Regions from separate parts of the Pan troglodytes genome. Here region 1 is linked to region 2. Evidence: chromatin contacts called from public HiChIP or PLAC-seq data. All regions are on one chromosome and are shown on one strand. Each heading gives the region's core, a stretch centred on a gene start, on an enhancer-like site or on the middle of the called end of the contact. The rest is flanking DNA. Distances are from core to core; before and after follow the strand shown. Region 1 holds the start of RAB4B (RAB4B, member RAS oncogene family). Region 2 holds the start of COQ8B (coenzyme Q8B).

Region 1 (2,930 bases), core at 355-2,854, 60 kb after region 2:
AAAAATTTAAAATTAACTGGGCATCATGGCCTGTGTCTGTGGTCCCGGCTACTCGGGAGGCTGAGGTGGGAGGACTGCTTGATCCCAGAAGTTGAGGCTGCAGTGAGCCGTGATCATGCTACTGCACCCCAACCTGGGCGACACAGTGAGACCCTGTTTCCAAAATAATAATAATAATAAAAGCAAATATGCGCTGCTGTGAGAATTAACAGAGACTTACTTGGGTGTTCAGAAAGGGCCTCTGAACAGGTGGCATTTAAGCTGAGATTCATATGACAAGGATGGAGCCAGTTATGTGGAGATCAGGGAGAAGGGAGAATGCAAAGGCCTTCAGCAGGCACAAGCTTGCCATCTTCCCAGACCCTAGCTTTTAACTCCTCTTCCCCAGGTTCAGGGAGATTACTATGGAGATCTGGCTGCTCGCCTGGGCTATTTCCCCAGTAGCATTGTCCGAGAGGACCAGACCCTGAAACCTGGCAAAGTCGATGTGAAGACAGACGTGAGTGTCATGGGGGCTGGCAAGAAATGTGGGGGGAGGACCCTTAGGTTGTGGGGATGGGCAAAAATGCTCCCACACTTGGCTCCCTGGCAGCCTAGGTATGTGCGCTGGGAGAAATTCTTTCCCTGCCTCAATTTTCTCACCAGTAAAATGGGTCCAGTTGGGAGGTGCAAAGATTAGAGGGCTCTAGGCTAATTTGCATAGCACTTGTGTGGCCAGACCTGGGCCCTGCAGCTGCAGCCTTTGCTAAAACCACTAGATCCTTTGTGGTGTGACCGCTGGTTTTCTTTCCACTGTTTCCCCTTTCTCTTTTTCAGAAATGGGATTTCTACTGCCAGTGAGCTCAGCCTACCGCTGGCCCTGCCGTTTCCCCTCCTTGGCTTTATGCAAATACAATCAGCCCAGTGCAAACGGCTCGTCTCTGTGGTCTTTGGGGTGGGGTGGGGTAGGGTAGGGTGGGGACTGTACAAATGAAATGTTTCTCTAGGTTGCTGAATCTAACCAATTAACCCGCTGCCTGTGGTAACGTCAGTGGTTGCTAGGCAGAGTTTCACTGATGAAAGCCCTGTGCAGTAGGAGCGCTCCTAAGCTTAGGTTTCGGACACAAGCAAAGGAAAACCTAAGCAGCCCAACTAGGGGATTGTAGTGTCCTCTCTAGACCAGTGGGAGGGAGCCAATCGGACTACGCGGAGGATATAAATCGCACAGCAAAGGTTTTCTTGGAAGATTATCTGGAAAGGGAGGTGGGAAGTAACGTGCGCCTATCTGCCCAGTTTTCCTCCTTTTTGCCTTTGAGAACAGTAATCGCTCCCGCCAGCTCAAGATCAGCTCCTCTTCCAGCCTCTTTCTGTCAATCCTGCCCGTGCCCCCTTCTTTGCATTTGTATCCCCTCCCCCAAGTCCGCTCCGATCCAATCCGGAGACTCGACTCTGCCCCCCGTACTCCAGACTAAATCCGTTCCTCGGCTCAGCTAAGCAGCTCTGCACGTCCCTTCCCACTTGCTCAGCCAATCGCTGGGCTCGGCCCCGCCCCTTTGGGCTTGGTCCTTCTCACGCCACCAATCCGCGCCTCTTGTCCCGCCCCCTGCCCGCGAGTCCGCCAATCCCGCCCTTCGGAAAGCGTCGCCTGGTATCCAGCTGCCGGAGCGGGTCGCGCCGGAGGGGGGCGGAGGCGGAAGTGGCGGTGCCGGGCCCGGGGAGTAGGAAGGAGCCGGGGCTGTAGCCGGAGTGGAGCGGCTGCCAGCCGAGGAGCAGGCGCGGCCGCGGCGCCATATTGCGGCCCTCAGCGGCCGCGACCGAGTCATGGCTGAGACCTACGGTGAGGGTGGTGGACGAAGCTGGGGTCCTGGGTCTGGGCCCAGGGAGGATGCGGCCTGTGGGAATGGGCGGGGCTTTGTAGATCAGGGGGCGGGGTCTGGTGTGATGGAGGCAGGACCTAAGTGGATGCTGGGAGGGGTTTAGTGGGTCTGAGGCTGAGCTTAATCGATTTAGGTGGAGCCTGAGGGTCTGGTGCGTGGGTTAAATAGATCTGGGGCGGGATTTGAGGGAGCTGGTCCTGAGGGGTTCAGGGAGGCCCTGAGGGAAGAGGTGGGCCTTAATGGATCTGGGCGGAGCCTGAGTGAAGGGGCGGGGCTGACTGCATGAATGGCAGGAGTCGGGCTTATGGGCTAGAGGGAACACTGAATGGAAGCTCGGGACCCTGGGGCTGATCTGGCTGGAGAGAGCTCTGGAATGGGTTTGGGGATGGGCTGTCCTTGAGTTTTAGGGGCAGGACTTAGTGGCAAAGGGTGGGACTTATGCATGAGAATGGAGCCGAGTTCTGGGCAGAGGGAGGGAAGGAGAGGTCGGGAAGTGGAAAATCAGTAGGGATGCACCATAGGAGGTGGTGATTGGAGGCAGGGGAAGTGCAGGTTTAGGAGGCAGAGGGAGCCGCATTCATTCGACAAATATAGAAGAGAAGGGAGAAGAGTGCGAAGACCCTGAGGTGAGAACCAGCTTGTCATTTTCAGGGAATAGACTGAAGGTCAGGAGCTATCGTGGAGTGAATGAGTCAGAGGGTGGTAGGAGGTGAAGAGGAACAAGGGCTATATCGTAGTCCTTGTTTAAATAGCTTTCAAGAGACTTTAGCGACGAAATAGCTAAGATCTGGGACTCTGGAGCCCTTGGCCTAGGTTTGAATCTCACTTCTGCCCAGCTGTGTCACTTTGGGCAAGTCAGTTAACCTTTCTGGCCTGTTTCCTCATCCGGAAAATGGGAATAATTTTTAGTCTACCTCCCTCATAGAGTTTTCCTGAGGATGATGTGAGCTGTTGATGTGAGTAAAGACCTTTAGAACTGTTCCTGGCCCACAACAACACACAATTGACCCATGTAACAAACCTGCACATGTGGGCTGGGCGCGGTGGCTCATGCCTGTAATCCCAGCACTTTGG
Region 2 (2,904 bases), core at 199-2,698:
GGGAGGGATGCCGATGCTTCCCCCACAGAACCCCGCTGCCCCAACCCCTCTTGTCGGGAATCAGGCCTCTTTGTCTCTATTCCCGTACTGTGTGACCTCAGAAAAGCCCTCATCCCTCTCTGGACTTCTCCTTCCCAACCTGTATGAGGTACTAGGTGGGCTCCTGCCTTCGATTTCTCTCATTGGTCTGTGAAAAGGTGACTCATTTTAGAGCCTTGGACCTGTGCCCAATGTCTCCCCCAGTTGACTCAATTTCAAGACAAACCACCTCCTCTCCCCCTTCAGACGTGAACGGCTGACTCAGGAGCTGGGTGGCAGCTCAGCCTTGGGGGCAAAATATATCAAAATCACCTAGGACAATAAATAATCCTACTGGGCTACAACTGACAGTGCCAGGCCCGGGGCCACATGCTTCACATACATGAGATCATGTCAGATAGCCCCGTAGCTGCAAGCAAAGGGTAGAGGCCGGCAGATCTCTGAGCCTCTGTTCTCACGTGTAAAATGGAGCCCTGGCATCCCTATTGTTCAGCCTTGGAGAATGAACTGAAATCGTGTCAGGGTCTGATACAGAACAAGTACTCTATACATGAGAGAGATTTCTTACGGAAAATCCAATGGAGCGTAAGTCATTTGCTCAGGGTAGCGGAGCTGGGAACTGGCAGAGGAAGGTCTCGAACCCACACCCGTGGGAACTCCAAGTCTTTGAAAGTCCGTCCCGCCCCTGCGTGAAGAATGGGCGCGCGGCTGGACTCGTCACCGGGGGTTTTAGGGAAGGTTGAACTTGTCATTCAACCGTGTAGGGAGGGTGGTTTAGTCACAGGGGTGGAGGGAGGGGGCCCACTGGCGCGCCACCAGGACCCCAGTGCCCTAGATGCATACCTGGCCGCGCTTCGGATGCTCAGAGGCAAACCCCCTCCCCTTGGGAGGCGGAGTCGGACGAGGCTCCGTCTCGTTCCGTTCCGTCACGTCCGGTGGGGCGGGGCTTCGGGGCTTTCCCCTTTGAGGGGAGTATCGGTTAACCCTTGCGCGGCGGGGCGGGCTGGAGCTCCGCGGGCCGGAACCCGGGAGTCGGGGCTCCCCAGCCACACCCCTCGCGGGATTTAAAGGGATAGGAGGGGCCGGGTCGGCCGAAGCCCGAACCGAAGGAGCGGGCATGAGGCGCTGCCCGTGCCGTGGGAGCCTGAGCGAGGCGGAGGCCGGGGCGCTGCCCGCGGCGGCCCGCATGGGACTGGAGGCGCCGCGAGGAGGGCGACGGCGGCAGCCGGGACAGCAGCGACCTGGGCCCGGCGCAGGGGCCCCGGCGGAGCGGCCGGAGGGGGGCGGGCCGTGGGCCCGGACAGAGGGGTCCAGCCTCCACAGCGAGCCTGAGAGGGCCGGCCTCGGGCCTGCGCCGGGGACAGAGAGTCCGCAGGCAGAATTCTGGACAGACGGACAGACTGAGCCCGCGGCAGCTGGCCTTGGAGTAGAGACCGAGAGGCCCAAGCAAAAGACGGAGCCAGACAGGTCCAGCCTCCGGACGCATCTAGAAAGGAGCTGGTCAGAGCTGGAGACGACTTGTCTTTGGACGGAGACCGGGACAGATGGCCTTTGGACTGATCCGCACAGGTCCGACCTCCAGTTTCAGCCCGAGGAGGCCAGCCCCTGGACACAGCCAGGGGTTCATGGGCCCTGGACAGAGCTGGAAACGCATGGGTCACAGACTCAGCCAGAGAGGGTCAGGTCCTGGGCTGATAACCTCTGGACCCACCAGAACAGTTCCAGCCTCCAGACTCACCCAGAAGGAGCCTGTCCCTCAAAAGAGCCAAGTGCTGATGGCTCCTGGAAAGAATTGTATACTGATGGCTCCAGGACACAACAGGATATTGAAGGTCCCTGGACAGAGCCATATACTGATGGCTCCCAGAAAAAACAGGATACTGAAGCAGCCAGGAAACAGCCTGGCACTGGTGGTTTCCAAATACAACAGGATACTGATGGCTCCTGGACACAACCTAGCACTGACGGTTCCCAGACAGCACCTGGGACAGACTGCCTCTTGGGAGAGCCTGAGGATGGCCCATTAGAGGAACCAGAGCCTGGGGAATTGGTGACTCACCTGTACTCTCACCTGAAGTGTAGCCCCCTGTGCCCTGTGCCCCGCCTCATCATCACCCCTGAGACCCCTGAGCCTGAGGCCCAGCCAGTGGGACCCCCCTCCCGGGTTGAGGGGGGCAGCGGCGGCTTCTCCTCTGCCTCTTCTTTCGACGAGTCTGAGGATGACGTGGTGGCCGGGGGCGGAGGTGCCAGCGATCCCGAGGACAGGTCTGGGGTGAGTGGGACCCATCCTGCCCTTGAGCCACATCACGCAAAACTCCTTATTCCTCCGCCTTTGCTTAGGAAGTTCTCTACCCATTTACTCTTAGTTGCCCACCAGCAATTTCAGCTCCAGGAACCTCTTCCATCCACTGACCTCCTCCCTCTGACAGCCAGGTTACTAATTCACTCCAGGCACCCCTTCTTAATTCTCGCCTTTCCCCTTCCTGCACTGTCTCCACTCCTGGGGGTCTACAATGGAGGGCCACTGACCGACTTTATGGGGCCCAGGAACCCCTGAAATTGTAGGACTAAGGAGCCTGCCGTGCATGTTCACATACATTGTTGCAGCGACGGTCTGACATCTGTCTAATCCTCTGGAATCTGAAGAACACTGGGATAGGGAGACAGGCAGGGTGCACTTTCTACCCCACATTTCTTAATCTGGGGCCTGTGGCTGTCTTAAAGGGTCACAAACCTTCACCACCCCTTAGCCTATTTGTATGTACATTTTTCTAGGGAGCAAAGCGATTCCCCCAGCTTGCATCAGATTCGCAAAAGGGCTGTGTGACCCCAAACGCCAAAGGATCCTTGGCCTAGCCGGGAGCC

Evidence for each region. HiChIP or PLAC-seq counts read pairs in DNA pulled down with a chosen protein or histone mark.
Region 1: a contact with region 2 is called in an H3K4me3 HiChIP or PLAC-seq map of stem cell-derived excitatory neurons, with 2.9 times the contacts expected there. The contact joins the promoter of RAB4B here to the promoter of COQ8B in region 2. A contact is called at or near these places in 1 of 7 Hi-C or Micro-C datasets (stem cell-derived neural progenitor cells) and 1 of 1 datasets of contacts at active chromatin or transcription factors (stem cell-derived excitatory neurons).

What each region holds. Positions count from the first base shown.
Region 1 is chr20:43,860,674-43,863,603 of NHGRI_mPanTro3-v2.0_pri, forward strand. It overlaps RAB4B (RAB4B, member RAS oncogene family), which reads left to right and starts at 1,605. Exons shown (of 8, transcript XM_016936036.4): 1 at 1,605-1,816. The coding sequence starts at 1,801. It overlaps MIA (MIA SH3 domain containing), which reads left to right. Exons shown (of 5, transcript XM_063801721.1): 4 at 389-499; 5 at 817-1,497. The coding sequence ends at 840.
Region 2 is chr20:43,800,583-43,803,486 of NHGRI_mPanTro3-v2.0_pri, forward strand. COQ8B (coenzyme Q8B) reads right to left here and starts at 1,449. Exons shown (of 14, transcript XM_054674146.2): 1 at 883-1,449. The coding sequence starts at 1,227. It overlaps ITPKC (inositol-trisphosphate 3-kinase C), which reads left to right and starts at 2,222. Exons shown (of 6, transcript XM_063801717.1): 1 at 2,222-2,311.